Regions from separate parts of the Ovis aries genome. Here region 2 is linked to region 1. Evidence: chromatin contacts called from public Hi-C data. All regions are on one chromosome and are shown on one strand. The core of a region is the stretch at or near the end of the contact, and the rest is flanking DNA. Distances in the headings are between cores, read along the strand shown. Region 1 has its middle 57 kb from the start of LRRC18. Region 2 holds the start of VSTM4 (V-set and transmembrane domain containing 4).

The links. A called contact is a pair of places that touch in the nucleus more often than the background predicts.
Region 2: a Hi-C map of skin fibroblasts shows a contact between it and region 1, with 3 times the contacts expected there. The contact joins the promoter of VSTM4 here to the enhancer-like site in region 1. A contact is called at or near these places in 3 of 16 Hi-C or Micro-C datasets (mesenteric adipose tissue, skin fibroblasts and tail adipose tissue).

What each region holds. Positions count from the first base shown.
Region 1 is chr25:42,278,628-42,282,050 of ARS-UI_Ramb_v3.0, reverse strand. No RefSeq gene overlaps it. Among named protein-coding and RNA genes, the nearest start is that of LRRC18, 57 kb to the right of the region's middle. Within about 2 kb of position 1,595, at least 22 of the 54 cell types and tissues checked have an H3K27ac peak or open chromatin away from gene starts, as enhancers often do.
Region 2 is chr25:42,365,315-42,368,737 of ARS-UI_Ramb_v3.0, reverse strand. It overlaps VSTM4 (V-set and transmembrane domain containing 4), which reads left to right and starts at 1,902. Exons shown (of 8, transcript XM_004021659.6): 1 at 1,902-2,007. The coding sequence starts at 1,953.

The DNA.
Region 1 (3,423 bases), core at 346-2,845:
ATGGCTTCCCCTGGCCCAGAGAGTGGCCCGCTTGAAGCCATTTGAGATGTCTCACTCTGCTCCGCTGCCCATCCTCCCACCTCTTCCGGATTCTGTTTCCGGCTCTTCGCGGTCTCCTTCACTAAGCATCCCTCAGTCTCCAGAGTGACACACGTATCTCAGGCGGGGTGGACCAGCCCCAAGCCATCTCTCCTGCTGCCTCCCCCCACCCGCTCCCACCCTGCCGGTCAGGAGCCTCTGCTTCCTGCACTGCCCCTCTGGTCTCAGCCTGGCCCGCTGTCCTCAGCCCCATCCCTGCCCTCAGCTCTGCTTCAGGCCTCTGGGGGCGTGGCTAAGCGTGGGTTCTGCCGTTCTCGGCGCCGCGGGACACAGGTCCTTTCCCTGACATATCCAGTTGCACAGCCTACGCCACCCCGTAATCACCTCCCCGCTCCACTTCAGGGGTGCCTTTCTCCAAGTTGCCATCTCTCTGTACACGCACACCTGGGTCTCCACGCTCGAGCTGCAGCCTGAGGACTCCCCATCCACATCTCCAGCCGGACCCCTCTCCTGACTCCATGTCTACCCGCCAGCTGCCCGCTTGAGCATCCCTCAAACCTCTCAGAAGCCACTGTCCCATCCTGACCACAGTCATGGACGCCCCACCCCACCATGCTGTCCAGCAGTTGAGATAATTTATCATCAGAAACTGGGATGATAAAACGAATGCCCAAGGGATAGCATGCATACATGCTAAGTCATGTCTGACTCCTTGCAACCCCATGGACTGTAGCTTGCCAGGCTCCTTTGTCCATGGAATTTCCTAGGCAAGAATACGGAGTGTTTGAGTGGCTTGTCATTCCCTCCAGGGGATCTTTCCAACCCAGAAATCAAACCCACGTTTCCTGCATTGCAGGCGGCTTCTTTACCGCGTGAGCCATCGGGGCAGCCCCCAAGGGATGGCAGATAACCTGCGAGAAGTTCTGCACCTTCAAGTCTGTAGTTCTGGAATCCTTCCCCACTTTCGTCTCTGATGAAGGGGGCCTGGAGCCTGCTTTTCTCTTGATTTTGACAGTTTGGGGATTTATGCGCATTACTTGTCCGCGTGGTTTATGGATATATGAATAAAGAGAACTTCGCTAGTTTACCAGCTCTTTCTGTTTCATGGGTGGCTTCAGCACTGACAGCATGTGACTGGCAAGAAGGGACGTCGTGGGGGAGTCATCCAGGGTTTGGGACTTTCTGAGTTAACAGGCGTGGGGTGGGGGGAGGTGGTGACAGTCTCCTTTCCCCTTCCCGGGCCACACCCAAGCTTCTCCCCGGTCTGAGGTCAACCCTGGTAGCCCTGCTCCCAGCGCCACCTGGTGGCCATCTCCGAGAACGTGCGGAACTACCGCCCTCGCTGACGCCCCTTCCCGGGGTCCTCCCCGCCCCTCTCCCTCCCTCTGCCTCCGCTCGCTCTCCTCCACGTGCTCACACATGCCATTCCCGTCCGAACTTGGCCCGAACGGCTCCCTCGCTCTCCTTTTTATCTTCTCTGTTTCTCTCTCTCCCTGCCCCTTCATTCCATTTACAAGAGATCACGTGCCTGGTGTGCCGCAAGGAGGCTGCGTGAACGGAGCAAGTCCGTCCAAGCCATCTCTCTGGCCTGGGCGCCAGAGTCAGGCTCAGGCCCTCCAGATGAGCTCCGCGTCTGGCGCGCCCTCTCCTCACACAGTGCGCCCTCCTTTGCTGGCGTCCTGGCTTTTCTCACTCAGCAGTGTCATTATAGGGCTTAGAGTCAGGAGGTGGGATCCGAAGCCCGAGCCTGCTTTGGAATTGCTGTGTGTCTCTGGAAACCCTCTGAGCTCTCTGACCTTCAGCGTCCTCATGCGGACAATAGCCAGCGGTAACAGGATTTAAAGAGTCTGTCTGTGTGGCTTCCCTGTTGCAATAAGTGTTCTGGGGAAAAGGGCAGGGCTGGCCTTGCCACCAGCCCTCAGCGTGGGCCTGGGTGACAGCAGGGGAGGGGTGGGCCGGCGTGGAGGGTACGGGGAAGGGACTGCCCCCCAGGGAGGGGCTGCTCCAGGGGCTCGGGACTGGGAGTGCTCAGGCTGGGAGGCCCGGCCCCCAGGACTGGCTCCCCCATCAGCTTGTTCTCAGCTGAGTTGGGAATAAAAACATCTGCTAATATTTATCTGACCCATGTGAACACTAGACCTGGTGCAGAGAAAGCTTTCCAGAACCTTCCCTGAGCCCTGCAATCAGTCTCCATCTCCCGCTTGTGCTTGCTCGGACTGCATTCCCTTCTGAGCAAAGCAATTAAATAACGCCACTCAGGGCAGATCTCTGTCTGTTTTCTCACCACACTGTCCCTGCAGCCTGTCACAGAGCCTGGTACCCACCTGCTTCTCATTACTCAGAAAGCAAACAAACAGTGAAGGACCGGGAAGGTGTTTTGAAAACAAAAACAAAAAAACAAGCAAACATCAAACACAACTCAGGTGGAAGGGATTTTTTTTTTTTTCCTATAGATTTTGTTCCTCCCTGGAGGCATCCAAATCCTGTGCCTCAAACCACATCATCCAGAGCTTCACAACTCGGCAAAAAGGCACTGCTATATTTATCCCATTGGCAGCCCCTCTGCTACTTTCCATCAAGGAACAGCCTGAAATAACACACTTGTCTGGGGCCGGGGAAGGAGTGGTGACAAAGCCCCAAGGCCCAGCCACTCTGGCTGCGGTCTGGCCCAGCCTGGGGAGGAGGCAGGCTTGATGGGGATACTGGGGTATCTACCGCCTCGGGGTCCTGCAGGGGTGCCTCTTCTGTAGGACAAGAAAGAGCTGGGATATTTTCCCAGAGAAGTTCTGGACCAGGATCAACCTGTCTCAGAACCCGCAGCAGCATCTGAAACCCCCTCCATCGGAGGACCACAGCTGAGGTCTTGGCCTGGGGGAAACGTCCTGGACTTCCTAGGAAGACACCTGGGCTCCGTGTCAGGCTAAGGTATAGAGAGGCTTCAACAATAGTTTACTTCCTCAGGTGAAATCCCAACTCTGGAGCAAGGCGGTGAGAGTAGCTTATGTTTGCAAGTTGCTTCCACTTTCCAAAGGGTGTTTCTGGTGTGTTGTATTTCTCCCCCAAACTCAACACTTACGTCTTTTAGTATTTTCTTTGAGGAAGGCCCAGGGGTTGGTCTAATTTCCGGCCACTCTAGACCTTTCCTGCTACTTAACAGAAGCAGGGGTGTATCCTGCTGCCCCCATACCCAGTGCCCGTTCACCCTCCTGTTTCTTGCCCCTGTTAAATTGCCTCTCCTGCCCCAGTGACGCCACGTCCCTGCCCGCCTGCCGTGTGTCATATCCAGCCTGGCTCAGTTCGCCTCTGAGTAAATCAGTGGAATTCTGCAGCTCACAAACATCTTGCAACAGAGAGAAACAGAACTGGTACTGAACCCAAGTAAGA
Region 2 (3,423 bases), core at 653-3,152, 86 kb before region 1:
TCCTTGGCTTCCTGCCCACGGGCAGTTATGCTGACATACCATTTTACATACGACACCATCTTCTGGACAATGAGGTTCAGCGAGGTTATGTTGCCCAAGGACCCACAAGTGGTACCCAGGGTGGGATGCTGGTCAGCTTTCAGAATCAGCATTCCTCCTCTGGCATCCTTTCCCCTGTCTCACCAAGCACTGTCTTCCATAGTCAGAATCCACGTTCTCCATCCAGACACTCTGTGGCCCAAGAGCCCTGGATAGGAGACCTCTTTGAGCCTAAGCTTAACACCTGTAAAATGGACTCTGGGACGTCACGGGGGTGGGGTGTGAGGTTTAGTTGCTCATACATTCAAAGTGGTTTCCCAGCTCTGGTCTGGAAGTCTCCCAGAAATGTCCGTATTCCTGGGCGGTAGGATCCCGTTTGACACCACGTCTTGCCCTCACGTCTTGTTCTTGGCATCAGACCCAGCAACCTTGCAGCCAGCTCCCCACGGACTCCTCAGTTCTGCCACCCCCTGGTGAGAAGAGGCAGGGCTGCTCCCTGTGGTCAGGCTGCCTGGACGGTCAGCCCCGTCCCTGCAGAGCCCTGCTGCTTGTGAGCGTCCTCAGCTAGAAGAGTCCTGTGGGCGCTTGGCCCTAGGACTCCAGGGAATACCTGGCATTTGGAGACACCACGAGTGCTGGGCACCCACTGGCCTGGGCTGCAGGGTGGACTTGTCCTCTGGGACATGACCCGGGGCTAAAAGCAGCCAGCGGGCAGTACCACCTCTGTCCCATGCCTTCCCCACCCTCATTCACTGGTCTTAGAGGGAAGGAGACAGGGGCCATGTTCTCTTCTTCCTTCAGGGGCCCCACTCCAAGTTAGGGTCCACCTTTCCTGGAACCCCACAAAGCCCTCCTTTGACAGACACATGCAAAGCATATCTAACACACATTTTCTTTGCCCCAGAAGTGCTGGACTAACACATTAGTCAGGCTCTGGCCCCAAATTTAGAAGCATGGGGCAGAGATCAGGCACTGACTCAGGGTGAGACGGGCTGAATGGTCTTCTCACCACACCCTGGCTGTGTGGCCAGGAACAGCCCTTTCATCTCCCTGCCTCTGCTTCCTTACCCGCAGTGGTAATAGTAAAGACAGGTGACATTCACTGGCCGGGGCCAGGAACAATGCCGTGACTGGAACTGTCTCACTTGATCTTAAGCACCCAGTGAGGGACATACCCACTTCCCCACGGCGCAGATGGAGGAAACTGAGGCGCATGGAGGCTGAGGAGCTGCCCCAGGGTCTCACAGTGGCAGGGTTTAGTGGCATGCTCCAGAGTGCCTAGGCAATGTCTGTGGCTGGGGCACCCTAAGCGGTCATCACAGTTTATAGCGTCCGCACACTCTGAACTTAACGTGTGTGACTCTCCGTTTTCCAAGCATCCCCATGCACGACATCCCCCAACCCCACTCGAATTCAGCTGCTCCTTGGCTCCCAAAGGTCTCTGTGTAGAGACAGCAGGAGGCTCGCTGGGCAGCAGGGTAGCCTTAGGTCCAGGAAATCCCCGCATTTGGTAGTTGCCCCCCCAGCTTTCACCCCAGCTTCCAGACACCGTCCGCGTAGCAGTAACTGGCCTGTGATGCAAACTGACCTCCAATACCATTGCAGCTACGTATGCCCTGTGTCCGACCCGTTGCCTCCCAGAACCTCAGTGTTCACATCTGTGAAATGGGAGTGGTGAAATGAGCCGCCTGCAGGTTTTGGTAGAGGACCGCCGGCGGCGCCTCGCCCTCGCCCTCAGCCCAGAAGCCCTGGCCGGGCGTGGGGCAGGCGGCCGGAGGGGCGGGGGCCGGAGCGGGGCGGGGGGCGGGCGCGGGGCGGGCTGCGCGGCGGCGGGGTCGGGGGAGGAGAGGGGGGCGGGTGGCGGGCAGGCGGCGGCGCTGCTCCCGCGTCACAGCGCCGGGCGCGGCGGGGAGATGCGGCTCCTGGCGCTGGCGGTGGCCGTGCTGCTGGCGCGGGCTCCGGCCCCGGGTAAGGGCGGCGGGACCGGGCGGCTCGGGGACCCTGGGCGGGGCTCGGGTGGCGGGGCCCGGGGAGGCCGGGGCTGGGGACCTGGGACTCGGGCCTGGCCGGGAGGCCCTGACGCCTCCGGGCCGCCCCCTCCCGGTCCCCGTCGGCGCCCGCGAGCCGGGGTCTGTCGGTCGGGGCGGCGGAGCCCAGCGGAGCCTCTCGAGGGTCGGGGCTGCCGCGTCCCCGCCTCCCCTCCCGCTCGGCTGGGACCCCAGCGCTCCGCCCGACCCTCCGCAGCCCGGTTCTCTCCCAGGGGCCAGGCCTCCAAGTGGAGGATGCGAGCGAGTCCTAGTCTTGGCGTGCTTTCTGTTTTCTTCCAAGTCAGCGCCGACGACTGTTGCAGATTAGTGGGCAGCGACTTCCCTTGCATTCTCTTCGGAGAGTTCTTTGGAGGACCGGTCCGAAGGGGCCGCATCTGCCGCCGGCCGTGGGGTCTGGGGACTTGATCGCGGGCATTTTGCGATGACCCGGCCCGGGGAGCTAGGGGATCCTCGGCTGGATGAAGCCGGGCCCTTTCCCCTTTCCCTGAGCACCCGACTTTCGGCGCAGCGTCTACCCGCACTACGGGCTTTCATCTGGGGTTTCTGCTTCCCATTCCTAAGGTGCTGAAGACTTTTCTTTATTTCCCAAGGCTGAAAGGGCAGTGTTGGCTAGAATAATAGTAATAATAAATATATGGATGGCACTCACATTTCCTGGGTGCCCATTGGGTGTTACAGTTATCGCCTTTAATCACACAGTGCTTCAGAGTAATAGTGACAAGAGTAAATATATATCCAAGTGCTTTGCAAACATTAATTCACTTAAACTTGTCTCTGAGCGAAATGCTTATTATTATCCCTTATTTTATAGATGAGGAAACAGGCCAGGTCCATGAGTTGACTTGCTTTAAGTCACAAAGCTTATACCTGGTTTAGCTGGGATTTGAACGCAAGAATCCTGGGTCTAGACCGCTTTTACTGGCTAGGCTGTGTTGCCAGTGTTTTTTAAGTAAGGGGGCTGATGAACAGAGTTAAGTAATTTTCCAGCATTTGGGTGGGTGGCCCAGCATTTGAGCCAGCATAGATCGGATCTGATGGGGGAGGGACTTGGTTCCCAGTGGGAAGAAATTTACCCCTTGTCCCCTGGCTGCCAGGGCAGTGGGGTTTCCAGTGAACTTGAAATCGGCCCTGTGGGAAATGTTCTTCACAGTTGTTGCTGTCTTGGCTCACAGTTCCTGGAGGTTCGACTGAGAGAGTTGGGCCAGGGCAGCTCTAGTGGCCAGCAGCCAGCAAGACGCAAGAGGGAGGTGCAAGGGTGTCTGTTCCCTGGGCTCTACGACCTTTAATCCCAGGTGCTGTCAGCAACGGTGTCCCCAGAGAGGGGCTTTTTCCAGGA